4 separate regions of the Rattus norvegicus genome follow, and all the other regions are linked to region 2. The links are chromatin contacts, called in public Hi-C maps. All regions are on one chromosome and are shown on one strand. The core of a region is the stretch at or near the end of the contact, and the rest is flanking DNA. Distances in the headings are between cores, read along the strand shown.

Region 1 (2,938 bases), core at 97-2,596, 140 kb after region 2:
TAGAGGTTAGTCACATAGGCTACAATTGGAAGACTATCCCATTCCGGGCATTAGAGTAACAATCCAAGTAGGAAATTTATTTTTAACCTTTCAAGTTGTCAGTGTCACATTAAGTTCCCCATGGGTCACCCCAGCCCAATTTCACCAGTCCAGTGTCTCAGAACTCTGTCAGTGTTCCCCAAGCACAGCTTATACCTCATTACTCGTAGGTCTAAAACATAGCAGGAGGGACTGGCTGGATGGCCTAGTGGTTAAAGGCACTGCCTCCAAGCCTGGTACCCTGAATTTAATGACCAGTATCCACACATTGGAAGGCAAGAATGGACTCTGAATGTTGTCCTTTGACCTACACACTGTCTCACAAACTGGTAGTAAATAAATAATGCCACATCTTGAGTGAATAAGGGTCTGGCGTTACCAACCCTCTAATCCCTAAACTATGAGGGAGGTTATGGAAGGAGGATGGTGTCTTCAAAGCCTGTTTGGGCTAGTTTCAAGCCAAGCCAAGGCAACTTTGTACGACCCTGTCTCAAATACCAAAAAGGTAGGAGATGACACTCGGTGGTCGGGTGGTGCATAATTAGCAGGCATAAGATCCTGGGATTAATCACTAGCAAGCACTTTGGAGAGAAAAAAACAAAAACCACCTTATCATGAACAAGTTTCCACTTGAGGATGGCATTCTTCCAGACTGGTAGATACTTCGGTACCTCCTGTTCACAAGCCAAGACGCTCAAAGTCAGGGCAAAGCCCTGCTCTCTAGGAAAGCATCTTTCCAGTACCTGCCTCCCGACCTCCCATGGGAGCCTCAGAGAGTAGGGCTGTATGTGTTGGGAAAGGTGAAATCATCTGGAAGTACAACCCTAGTCTGGGTTGAGTGAAACAGCGTTTAAAACAGAGCCATACCCTCTGCTTCTAGAGATCCAGCAATGTTGTGAGACTCTGGTCTCACCTGGGAGCACTCACCCTGGAGCATACATACAGCATAGCTGAGACTAATTTGATTAGGAACAGAGTCAGATCTCAGCATCTCAGACTTTACTCTGAGGCTCAGTTCTACTTTTTTTTTTTTTCTTTTTTTCGGGGCTGGGGACTGAACCCAGGGCCTTGCGCTTGCTAGGAAAGTGCTCTACCACTGAGCTAAATCCCCAACCCCCAGTTCTACTTTTCAAACGCAAACAAACACTCCCCATTCATCCTAGTTGCTCGGACAACTCCCTCACATACTTCGTCTGAGTGCTCTGGCGTCGTCTCGGAGTGTGCGAATCCGCTGTATCCAGCACGTGCCGCAAGAGCGTACGTATGGTCGGGTCGCCGTCGGGACTACTGAGATCCGCCATGTTCAGGATCCCACCCCTCCTAACTGTTCTAGCTGCAGCAAGCACCGCATTCCCGCCGCCTCTTTTGAGTGAAGTCTCGCGATGCTACCACATGGCCCCACGGGAACTGTAGTCCGACAGCTGGGGAGCCGGGTCTGACATGATCATAAATTGATTTTGGAGGCGGTCTCACGTTAACCCTGGGGAAAAGCATGGAGCCAGTTCAGAACAGATGGTTTCCTCATTAAAAAAAAAAAAAAAAAAAAAAAAAAAGTAGAGCGCTTGCCTAGCTAGCGCAAGGCCCTGGGTTCGGTCCCCAGCTCCGAAAAAAAAAAAAAAAAAGTTAAGGGTTATAATAATCTTAAAGAACCAGAGGTCTAGAACATGGCTCAGCTGTAAGGTCTACTTGCTGCTCCTGCATTGGACCTGAACCCTTATGCGAAGCTCACAACTGTCAGAAACACCAATGCCAGGGCATCTGATGCTCTCTGGTCTCTTCAGACACCAGGCATTCATGTAGGGTCAAACTCTTCTAGGCATCCCTCTTGCCTTCATCACATGAATCCTCCCGTTGCAAATGTAGGCCATGGCTACATTTTGATAATCCCACCCGCAAGCACACTCGCACTCACAAGCGCCGGTACTTTTTGTTTTTGAAACAGCGTCGTAGGTAGCCCAAGCTGACCTCAAAATCCCTACACAGTCTAAGATGACCTTGAACTCCTAAACCTGCTTCTACTCTGTTTGCTTGGATTACAGTGTTTTCTTTTCTTTCTTTCTTTTTTATTTTTCTTTCTTCCTTTTTTTTTTTTTTTTTTTTTTTTTTAGTATAGAGTAGAGTTTATTTGGGGCATGGGAAGGGGAGTTGACGGAGTAGAGACAGAGAAAGTGTAGAGGAGTAGAGGCTGGCTATGAGCACGTGGAGGGAGGGGGAGGGGAGAAAAGGGGAGGGTAAAGAGCAAGAGCAGGAGAGATCGAGAGTACAGTTGTTTTCTATCACACCCAGTTTAAATTATTATTTTCTTTAGAGGTCTTGGGTTGTTTTGTTTTGTTTTTTTAATTTGTTTTGAGACAGGTTTTATGACGTCCAGACTTAACTGTGCAGCTGATGATGATCTTGAACTTCTGATTCTCTAGCTTCCAACGGCGTTGTAACACCAGGCACCATTTCTGCAGCACTAGCAATCAATCCTAGAGCTTCCTGCATGCTCCACAAGCAACTGAACTCACTCTACCACCTGAATTACTCACCAGTTAGATTTGATCTCTTGCTATCTAAATTTACTAGGTCTTTGTGGATAAAATGTCATGGCCACTAGCAATTACCTAAATTGAATTTGAGATTTATTTTAGCCTGGAAGGGTGATGTATGTCATTAATCCCAGCACTCTGCCACCTGAGGACAGCCTGGTCCACATAGTGAGTTCCAAACCAGCCAGGGGTACAAAGTCAGACACTACCTCAAACAAACACTTAAGCAAACAAACTTCATATTTACTATATCCCTCTTTTTGAGATCAGCTACATAGCCTGGCTGGCCTGGGATTTACCATATACACCAGGCGGGCTTTGAACTTGTACAAACTCATGCTTCTTTATTTGCCTTTTCAGAGCTGAGA
Region 2 (2,957 bases), core at 34-2,533:
TTTATTTATTTATTTATTATTTTTTTTTTTTGGTTCTTTTTTTTTTCGGAGCTGGGGACCGAACCCAGGGCCTTGTGCTTCCTAGGTAAGCGCTCTACCACTGAGCTAAATCCCCAGCCCCTTATTTTTTAATTCACATTATATCCCAATTGTAACCCCCACCCCAGTCCTGCCCCTGTCATATCCGGCTCCCTATTACCCCCTTCCCTTCTCTTCAGTGAAGGGGAAGCCCCCCTTGGGTGTTACCCTACCCTGGGACAACTCCCATACTTTTTAACCTTGTTTTCCTAACAACCATAGGGCTTGGCACAAAGTAGGCATTAAGGGAACTGTTCTATCAAGGTGTGAAAGCTTGAAGCTGGAGCTCTCTGCAGAAGGATGAACTCTGATCCTGCAAGAAGTATTTTGCCCTTCTTTTAGGCTAGAGAAATTAAGACCCAGAAAAACACATTAACTGAATGGGTTCAAGGCGGTTAAGAAGCACCCTATTTTAATCTCTGCTTTTGACCTATGAATGCCTCAATACCCCGTCTGCAAGGACTTACTCTTAGGAGAGACCCCTGAACCAAGGGAGATGCCCCCCAGTTGCAGCAGCACGTCCCCCACACCTCGCTGGCCACGCTCTAGGATCTCTCGGGCTCCAGGCCTGATGCGAGGGCCACGAGGAGGGCTGGAGTCCAGGTCGCGACCTGAAGTCAGCAGGTCCAGCTTCAACGCGTTTCCTTCCAGGCGTCCTTGGGCTGAAGAGCAAGACGCGGTGGAAAGCCGTGCTCAGAGGTGGGGCGGGGTACTCGCCCCGCCGCGGCACCCCGCAACTCACCCGAGGCCGGCCGCCGGTAGTAGTCCGGGCAGAGAGTAGGGTCTGGGGGGATGGGTCCAGAGATGCGGGACGGGCCCTCGCACATGATCCTACCGTAGCCCTGCAACTGTGCATCAGGACCTGTTGCGCTGTGCAAATGTCCCCTCTAATCCCTGTCGGGTGTTTCCACCCTCCACCCGAGCTCTGTAGCCCCGTGGTACCCCCCATCACTGACCCCCACCCCTCGACTACCGCTCGTTTCCTAAGCTCAGCCCGTACCACCGCCCCGCGACTAGCACACGGCCCTGAGGGGTTCGCGGCCCCTCCCCCTGCAAAGCCCCAGCGTGGACTCTCACTGCAGCAGTTTTACCGCCAACTGTAGCAAGTCGGTAGGAGTTGCTGTTGCTTGGCAACAAATGGCTTCCTGAGGTCAGGGGTCAAATGACTAAGGCGAAATGCCTTCTGGGGTTTGTAGTTCCAGATGAGGAGCGAGTCTAAGTCTCGGGTCGCAACAGGATCCTTACCTCTCAACCTGTCTCCCCTACCAACACTGAGCACCGGTCCAGCCCTGCTCTGGGCCTGCGGTCTTCTCTGAGCAACCGTCGAGGGATGCATTGATTCCTGCCATGGCCTCAGCAGGGGCCAAGAGGCAGCCAGAAGCCCAGAATGGGGCAGCAGTAGGGTTAGCCCAGGTTGCAGAGATCCCTGAGGTGACTTGGGCATTTCAAAGCTCAGGAGGAGGAGGGGTAGGGCAGAAGAGCAGGACTCTAGGTGACCCAACCTTCTAACTGCCAGGCCAAGTCCTGCAGGTAGAGGGACCTAAGATTTCCTATTCTGTGGCCAATATGTAGTTAGGAGAGGCCCCCAAACCAAGAGAGATGCCCCAGTTGCAGCAGCTTTGGGCTTTGCCTGACCATGGGCTATCAGTTACCTATGTATGTCTTCTAGTGTCCAGGAACAGAAGAGTGTCTGGTGCCAGCACACGAGACCTGCAGCACTCCAGGTGAAGACAGGTGTCCAGTAGGACACAGCTTAGAGCCAGAGCTCCAGGAGGAAGGAATAAACCTGGGAGAGGAAGGGCTCAATCCAGGGGTGGAAGCAGGAGAGGAGAGAGGACCCAAGCCTACATCATCCATCGTGAGGCCAGCTCATGGGCCCAAGAGAAAGTGAGAGGGCTTTCAAGGGGAAAGGCTGGGGAGGTGGGTCTTAGACCTGGAGATTCCTAAATCCCAATTCCTTCAAGGCAAAGAACCTTGTTTTCTTCTAATGCCCTCACCTCCAGCTCCTGTTTCTCTAGAACAGTTGGGGCGGGGGTGTGGATTTGGGGCTTCTTAGTCTTGTAGGAGACTTAGCTACCATTGAACGCTGGGCCCCTGTTGGGTTTGGAACTTCACTAAGAAATGGACAGTTAACTAGCTCTAGTGTGGCTTGGTGGACAGGCAGGGGTAAGCCCTAGGTTCAAGACACAGGAACCAAAGACTGAAGCCTACCTCTTTCAGGCCTCTTGTCCCAGGCTTGAGTACCCCAGCCCTCCCAGGGCAAAGCTACCATGCCCATCCTAGGGCAGAGGCCGAACTGCCACCAGGGCTGCTGCTACAGAAGGAGGAGCCAGAAGGCAGCCACAGTGAATCCTCGCTGTCATCTAAACAGCACAAAAAAGCCAAGAAACGCAAGAGTGTAGGGGCTCCTGTGCCCCCAGCTGTGGCCAGCGCATCTGCACCCACAGAGACCTTGGGGCTGGAGCGTGAGTGGCAATCCCTGGGCTTTTGTTTTTCCCTTTGTCTTTGAGTCTGACGTGGCACAGCCTGGTGCTCCAGCCTTTGCTGTGCCTTGGGTTCTTGCAGGAAAAGCCCAGCGCCTGCGGCCACTGTACCAGTACATCAACTATTGCAACCCAGAGCTGAATCAGGCAGGGGATGGGGACAGGGAACCGGAGGCTGAGCCTGAGTCGGAGTTAGCCCTGGCTCCTGAGGAGGCAGGTGTGGAGCAGCTGCAGCTGCAGACCTTGCTGCCCATGGCAGGTGAGCTGGGCTTAGGCCTTGCTTTGCCCTGCCCTAATCCATTAGCACCACTGACCCATAATCTTCCTCCTCTGGTAGAGGAGGTTGGAGAGGAGCCTGGGGGTTTGTCTAGTCTAAGGGTGAGTGGCAGCCTCAAG
Region 3 (3,124 bases), core at 599-3,098, 240 kb after region 2:
CCCCCTCTCCCGAAAGACTCTGTGCCCTCCACCCACTGTCCTCTGTACAAAATTCTCAGTGTCGCTTACACCTATAGCCTTCCTTCCAGCAGTCTGCCCACCCACTCTGTCGCGAGTTTCTCCGTGGGTCTTGGTTATCTCTGAAGCACAGTTACCCACTTCTATCCCACTCCAAAGTACAGATCTCAAACCTACTACAGAACCCCACTGGGCTCTTCAGTAATCTGCTGTGAGCTTCAGCTTCTCTCTGTGGCCTAAGCTTGGTTATTGACTGGACTTCACTTCTTCAACTTTACTCAGTTCCTACCCAGTAGTCACCTTTACCCCTACAAGCCTTCCTTGTTTCTATACTTGGCCAGGGTTTTTCCGGCACTCCCCGCCAGTGAGCGTGAAGTAATGGGCAGAAGTCGCTCACCGTCATGTTTGGCTGGAACCGGTCCTCCAACAGTGCCACGGCTGCATCCTGACCAGAGCCTGCAGGTGGAAAGGGGCATCTGAAGTCAGCTGCAGCTGCTGAGGTATAAACCTTGAAAGTAGGGTTGCAGGAGCAAGATTCATTTGAAAAAGGTGGAAGCGCTCACCAAGGGCAGTAAAAGGCAGACGGCTGTAGGAACCGTGTGGGTGCACGCTGTAGAGCTGCGGTCCGTTCAAATCAACCCCGCCCACGATCAATGATGCTCCCACGTGGCCTTGGTACCTGTGGAAGAGTGGGCATGGTTACTGTCAGCAGGAGCCAGACCCCGCCCATTATATTGCTTTTTGGTCTGAGTCCCACCCCTTCCTTTGGCCAGGCGGCCTACAATTGACGTCTCTTCCGGAACTCAGCTTGATGTCTTCTTCCGGTCTCCCTGCTGGTTGCATCCCGCTTTTTTTTTTTTTTCCGGTCTCACCTCCTGTCATCCCCACCCATCTGCAGATACCCCCTCTAAGGGTCGTCTTAGCCTCACTTCCTCACCGGAAGAGCGTCTGACGCAAGATACGGGTGACCGTGGCCACTCGAGGTTCACGGCCGGTGGACAGAGCATGTAGTTCCATTTTGGAAGCTGCCATCCGCGTGGTCATCTCAGTGTCCGCAGCTACTCCAGCCCCACAGCAGCTAAGGGAAAAAGGGATTATGGATGTGGACAGGAACTTGCAGGGACATAATTAGGCGTGAGCGACAGTGCAACTTATGTTTGAATATGGGGACTGGCCCGGTAGATACTGACTAGATTTTGGGGGCGATAAAGTGGATCTTCTCGCAGCTTTTATCCGCCACAACCGAATCGTTAGTAGCCCGCGTGTCCGCACCCAGGATGACTCCATCCTGCAGAGGTAGAGCCCAGCCTTAATGCCCACCTGATCTTCGCAGTGGCTGCCCTTCTAGCCCTCCAGCCCTATAACCCCGCTTACACGGAACACAAGTCCGGCGATGGTAGTCCCGGTCTTGCGTGCAAGAGGGACCCGAAGTCCCGGAAGGACGTGTTCCAAGGACGCATTCCTGGAAACATTGAGGTGGCTCTCATTTCAGTTATGAATCTAGGGAGGGTCCTTGAATCCGTCCCCGAATCCATGTCTACTTTCCTCATCTCCTGGGTTAAGCCTCTACTTGGTCACCCAACATAGGATAGGGTTCCCCCCACTCCACCAGTAAAACAAGGCACTAGCAGCTCGCGACTTGAATTCCACTTCCCCTTCACCTCTGGCAGTTCTCGAAAGAGAAGCCTCCTCTGTGTTCCACTGCCTGCTTCAGCATCTCCGGGCAGGAAGGCCAACTGAGATGCGGGGGTCTCGATGGGTGGATCAGATTTAAAAAGCAAAGTCAGAGCAGAGGCGTCTGTCGTGGCTTCTGTGGGGCTTTTCGGGTCGCTTCCTACTTTCGCTTTCACCCCCCACTTAGTTCAGAGGCTGCTTATGCTTTGTGCATCTTCTCTTTCACTTTCGCCTTTGCTTCTAGTCCCAGGTGGCTTGAGCCTGAGCCAGGCCTTCCACAGTGCGCCTTAGTCCCTCTGTCTCCATCTCATCTGACACCCCCGAGCACTGTAAGCACATGCGTATATTCAGGAAAAATACGCACACAGCCAACTCCTTAAAAATAAGTAGAAATCAAGCCTTTTGAGGCTTAACTATGTGTATGAGTGAATGTGGCATGTGCATGCCAGGGGCCCACTGAGATTGGAAGAGGGCATCAGATTCCCTGGAACTGAAGTTACAGATGGTTGTGAGTCACCATATGGGCATTGGGAACAAAACCTAGGTCCTCTCCAAGTGCAAGAAATGTTCTTAACTTCTGAGCTCTCAATCTCTCTAAAGTCCCAAATGAAACCTTCTTTAGATGAACGGTCATTCCTTCAGATCCTAAACTTTTTTTCAGCGTAGCTCAGTGTAGCCCTGTCTGTCTTGGAACAAGCTTGGTAGACAAGGTTAGCCTGGATGAAGAGATTAAAGGCATGTGTACCACCACCTGGCTCTAAACTTTTAAATTTTGTATGACTTATTTATATGTGTATTGGTGTTTTGCCTGTATGTCTGTGAGGGTGTCAGATCCCCTAAAGCTGGAGTTGCATACACTTTTGAGCGGCCATGTGGGTGCTGGTACTTGAACCATGGTCCTCTGGAAAAACAGCTTCTTTCAATGGATGCTGAGCTATCTCTCAGGCCCCTTTCATCTTTAGTGCTGAATCCAAGCTCTTACATTAACAATCCCAGCCCCAGCTGCCATATTTCAAATTCTATTTGTTTGTGTTTTTGAGACAGGGTCTCAGTGGTCCTGTCTGTCCTGGAACTATGTAGATCAGAGTAGCCTACACAGAGATCTGCCTGTCTCTGTCTCCCAAGTGCTGAGCTAAAGGCGTGCACCACCATACTCTATTTTTAAATTTCTGTATCCAACCAGAACTCAGAAGTTGGTTTCAAATCATATTTCTGTGTTCCCATTCCAACAGCTATACCCAGACCTGAATATTGGCACAGGTCCTGAGAAGGAAGGCACAGAGCAAGCTTCTTAGCAGCTCAACCAGGACAATGAAAATCTATTTACACATCTCACCCTGTCAGTCCAGTCAGAGACCTTACCAGAGCCCATTGTACCTCATGCTCCCCCAAGAGCTGGGTCAGATGATGCATGAAATCAGGCAGGTGAGGC
Region 4 (2,914 bases), core at 127-2,626, 190 kb after region 2:
AGATAAGAAAGCATTCCACCCTCGTATTAGGTATAAATTAGCATCCTGTCTTGTTCTACTCCCAGGCTCTGACTGCTGCTGATCTCAACCTGGTGCTGTATGTGTGTGAAACTGTGGACCCAGCCCAGGTTTTTGGGCAGCCGCCCTGTCCACTGTCCCAGCCCGTTCTCCTTTCCCTAATCCAGCAGCTAGCATCTGACCTTGGAACTAGAAGTGACCTCAAGCTCAGGTGAGTGGGGCAGTCAGTCAGGGACCAGAAGATGAGCCTAGAGGTAGGGATAGATAACAAACAGTTCATAGCAGACAACTCACTCTTACCTGCTCCCAGCCCTAATTTTTCTACCTATATTCTCCACCAGTTCCCATATGAGGCTTAGAAAGTTTCTTTTTCATTATTCCTCTGGGCTTTAGTGCCACCAGGGGGCACTCCTTTCTGCTGGCATCCAGCTATAGCCTGCCTTTTCCCCTATCCCCAGCTACTTGGAAGAGGCTGTGATGCACCTGGACCACAGCGATCCCATCACTCGAGACCACATGGGCTCTGTCATGGCTCAGGTGCGCCAGAAGCTCTTCCAGTTCCTGCAGGCTGATCCACACAACTCACTTGGCAAAGCTGCCCGCCGCCTCAGCCTAATGTTACACGGCCTTGTGACCCCTAGCCTCCCTTAGCCATTTAAACAGGGATGGGGTGACACTGAAGGCCAGTTGGCAGGTTTAGGTCAAGGCAGGGCCGTGTCTGCTGTTTTCCTGCTCAGGCCTTCATCTCTGGTGTTTGGAGGGAGGTAAGCAGCCGGGCACACTGGCAGTGGTCTACTGATTGTGGTAACCAGCAGGGTTAGGCTGGGCCCAGGGCAGGTATTGTGCCTTCTTGGGTCCTGCCATGCCTGAAGCATGACCCCAAGATCGTGACACCACTTGAGTTGAATTTTCCATGTTCCTTTTTACCTCTAATTTGGATCTTTTTGTTTTTGAAAAACATTGAGAAATTCAATTAAAGGCTTTTGGAATAAAAGAAAGTATGTGTGTGGTTTAGTCTGTCTCTGATGTGACTATTCTTTCCTCCCTTTGGGGAGGTATGTCTAAACCCAACCTGGGGTCCCTGGCACTCATTCTCATCTGATACACTCCCTACCCACACTTCTTCTGTCAAATTCAGGCAAAGCTCCTAGAGCCAGCTCAACATCACCTTTGCCTCCTCTCCTGGCAGTTTTACCCTCTGGGGTTCTTTCTTGCTCCTCTGCCTATTCTGGATGCTAGAGGTGGGGCTGACAGCTGGGAAGATGCTCCGCCTCCAGCTCCCATCCAATCAGAATCCCTTCCTCTGGGGGCTGGGTCCACAGGCAGCTCTCCAAGCCTCTAGCTTCTGCACTAGGCTTACAGCCAGGGATGATGTGCTACTGCTGCCACTGCCACTGGCGCCGCCGCTGTCAGCGGCTACCCTGTGCCCTGACACTGTTGCTGCTACTGCCACTCGGTGAGTGTGAGCATCCTGGGCCCAGGCTACAAACCTCAGAGGTCCTAGCCAGACTGGGTATAGGGTATGGGAGTAAAGGAGTTGGAGATCAGCTTTGAGGGCTCTAGGAAAATGTGCTAGTGGCTTCAGGAGGGAAAGTACTGTGCAAACAGCCCAGTTGTCTGGGAAGAACCTTTCAATTCTGTAGCCCCTCTTCTGGCAAAGGGAGCATGTGACCCCCTAGTAGAGCTTAGGCCATGGATCCCTGAGCGTAGAGTGACTGGCTGGCTTTGATCCCCACTCTGCCTGCTCGGCTTCAGCAGACACTGTCTTTAGAGAGGCAATGAAAGGGCCAGGTGAAGCACATGAAGACTAGGATGACTGCCTTCTGCCCATGACTTTATGCTTCTGGACCCTATACCCCTGAATCCCTGTCTTTGACCTAGAGTCTCAGGAACTAGAGAAGGAACTAAGCGCTGGGACCCAACACTCCCTTTCTGTTCCCATATCTCGCACTTCCACGTACACCACAGTCCAAATCCCACCTTGAGAGTTAAGACAAGTGATCTCCAGCTACCCTGAAGTTCCCTGGGGGCACCTCTTTCACGCTGAGTCATGTCTCCAGGGCAGTATCAGGTAAACAAGGTCCTGACAAATGGACTCTAGCTCACACTGTTAACCATTCTCCATTCCCAACCCACTCCTAATCTGTACCCCACCCAGCAGTGGCCTCTGAGGGCCCAAACCGCTGTGAGACCATATACCAAGGCTTTGCTGAATGTCTCATCCGCCTGGGGGATGGCATGGGCCGAGGAGGCGAGCTACAGACCGTCTGCAGGTACCAGCAGGTGGGAGGTAATAGGTCGGTGGGAGGCATCGACCCAATCTGTGCTTACCATTCCACCACCTCAGAGCCCCGAATCTCTTCCCAGTCCAAATCTTTGTGCTCTAACTCCCCTAACCCCATTTTGTAACAGATCCTGGAATGAATTCCACGCCTGTGCCTCTCGGGTCCTGTCAGGCTGCCCAGAGGAGGCTGCTGCAGTGTGGGAGTCACTGCAGCAAGAAGCTCGCCGTGCCCCACACCCAGATAACTTGCACATCCTCTGTGGCGCTCCTGTGAGTGTTCGGGAGCGGATTGCTGGCCCAGAGACCAACCAGGAGACACTACGGGCCACAGCTCCTGCCCTGGCTTCAGCCCCAGCCCCTGCGTTGCTCGCTGCTGCTCTGGCGCTTGCCTGCCTCCTGGGGCCTCTGGCCTAAACAGTCTGGTTGGCCAGCCAACAGTGCCCTTGCCTCCCATCACTGCATGCAGTGAGTGGCTGCCATGTGAGCTCTGCAGAATATGCACACTTTTCATTAAAGGTATTTATATTTACAACAAGTTGGTTCCTTTCTCCTGGCTGTGGCCCTCCTGGCTAAAGCAGGGACACCCCCCACCCCCCAGAAACTGATCTCAGC

Evidence for each region. Hi-C and Micro-C count contacts between places; a contact is called where the count stands out from the background.
Region 1: a contact with region 2 is called in a Hi-C map of liver, with 3 times the contacts expected there. The contact joins the promoter of Cenpt here to the promoter of C19h16orf86 in region 2. A contact is called at or near these places in 2 of 12 Hi-C or Micro-C datasets (hepatocytes and liver) and 1 of 1 datasets of contacts at active chromatin or transcription factors (oligodendrocytes).
Region 3: a Hi-C map of kidney shows a contact between it and region 2, with 6 times the contacts expected there. The contact joins the promoter of Psmb10 here to the promoter of C19h16orf86 in region 2. A contact is called at or near these places in 9 of 12 Hi-C or Micro-C datasets (the A7r5 cell line, the Rat2 cell line, Schwann cells and 5 more) and 1 of 1 datasets of contacts at active chromatin or transcription factors (oligodendrocytes).
Region 4: a contact with region 2 is called in a Hi-C map of hepatocytes, with 2.4 times the contacts expected there. The contact joins the promoter of Nrn1l here to the promoter of C19h16orf86 in region 2. A contact is called at or near these places in 3 of 12 Hi-C or Micro-C datasets (Schwann cells, hepatocytes and liver).

Annotation. Positions count from the first base shown.
Region 1 is chr19:50,649,641-50,652,578 of GRCr8, forward strand. It overlaps Cenpt (centromere protein T), which reads right to left and starts at 1,347. Exons shown (of 13, transcript NM_001024257.1): 1 at 1,228-1,347. The coding sequence starts at 1,340.
Region 2 is chr19:50,505,222-50,508,178 of GRCr8, forward strand. It overlaps C19h16orf86 (similar to human chromosome 16 open reading frame 86), which reads left to right and starts at 1,284. Exons shown (of 4, transcript NM_001109129.1): 1 at 1,284-1,509; 2 at 1,748-1,965; 3 at 2,362-2,543; 4 at 2,617-2,957. The coding sequence starts at 1,426. It overlaps Enkd1 (enkurin domain containing 1), which reads right to left and starts at 1,195. Exons shown (of 7, transcript NM_001106180.1): 1 at 821-1,195; 2 at 546-740. The coding sequence starts at 905.
Region 3 is chr19:50,741,444-50,744,567 of GRCr8, forward strand. It overlaps Psmb10 (proteasome 20S subunit beta 10), which reads right to left and starts at 1,849. Exons shown (of 8, transcript NM_001025637.1): 1 at 1,680-1,849; 2 at 1,393-1,480; 3 at 1,209-1,306; 4 at 956-1,096; 5 at 582-697; 6 at 416-474. The coding sequence starts at 1,735.
Region 4 is chr19:50,694,905-50,697,818 of GRCr8, forward strand. Nrn1l (neuritin 1-like) reads left to right here and starts at 1,377. Exons shown (of 3, transcript NM_001135006.1): 1 at 1,377-1,474; 2 at 2,177-2,291; 3 at 2,431-2,837. The coding sequence starts at 1,387. The coding sequence ends at 2,716. It overlaps Edc4 (enhancer of mRNA decapping 4), which reads left to right. Exons shown (of 29, transcript NM_001033068.3): 28 at 66-229; 29 at 477-1,012. The coding sequence ends at 669.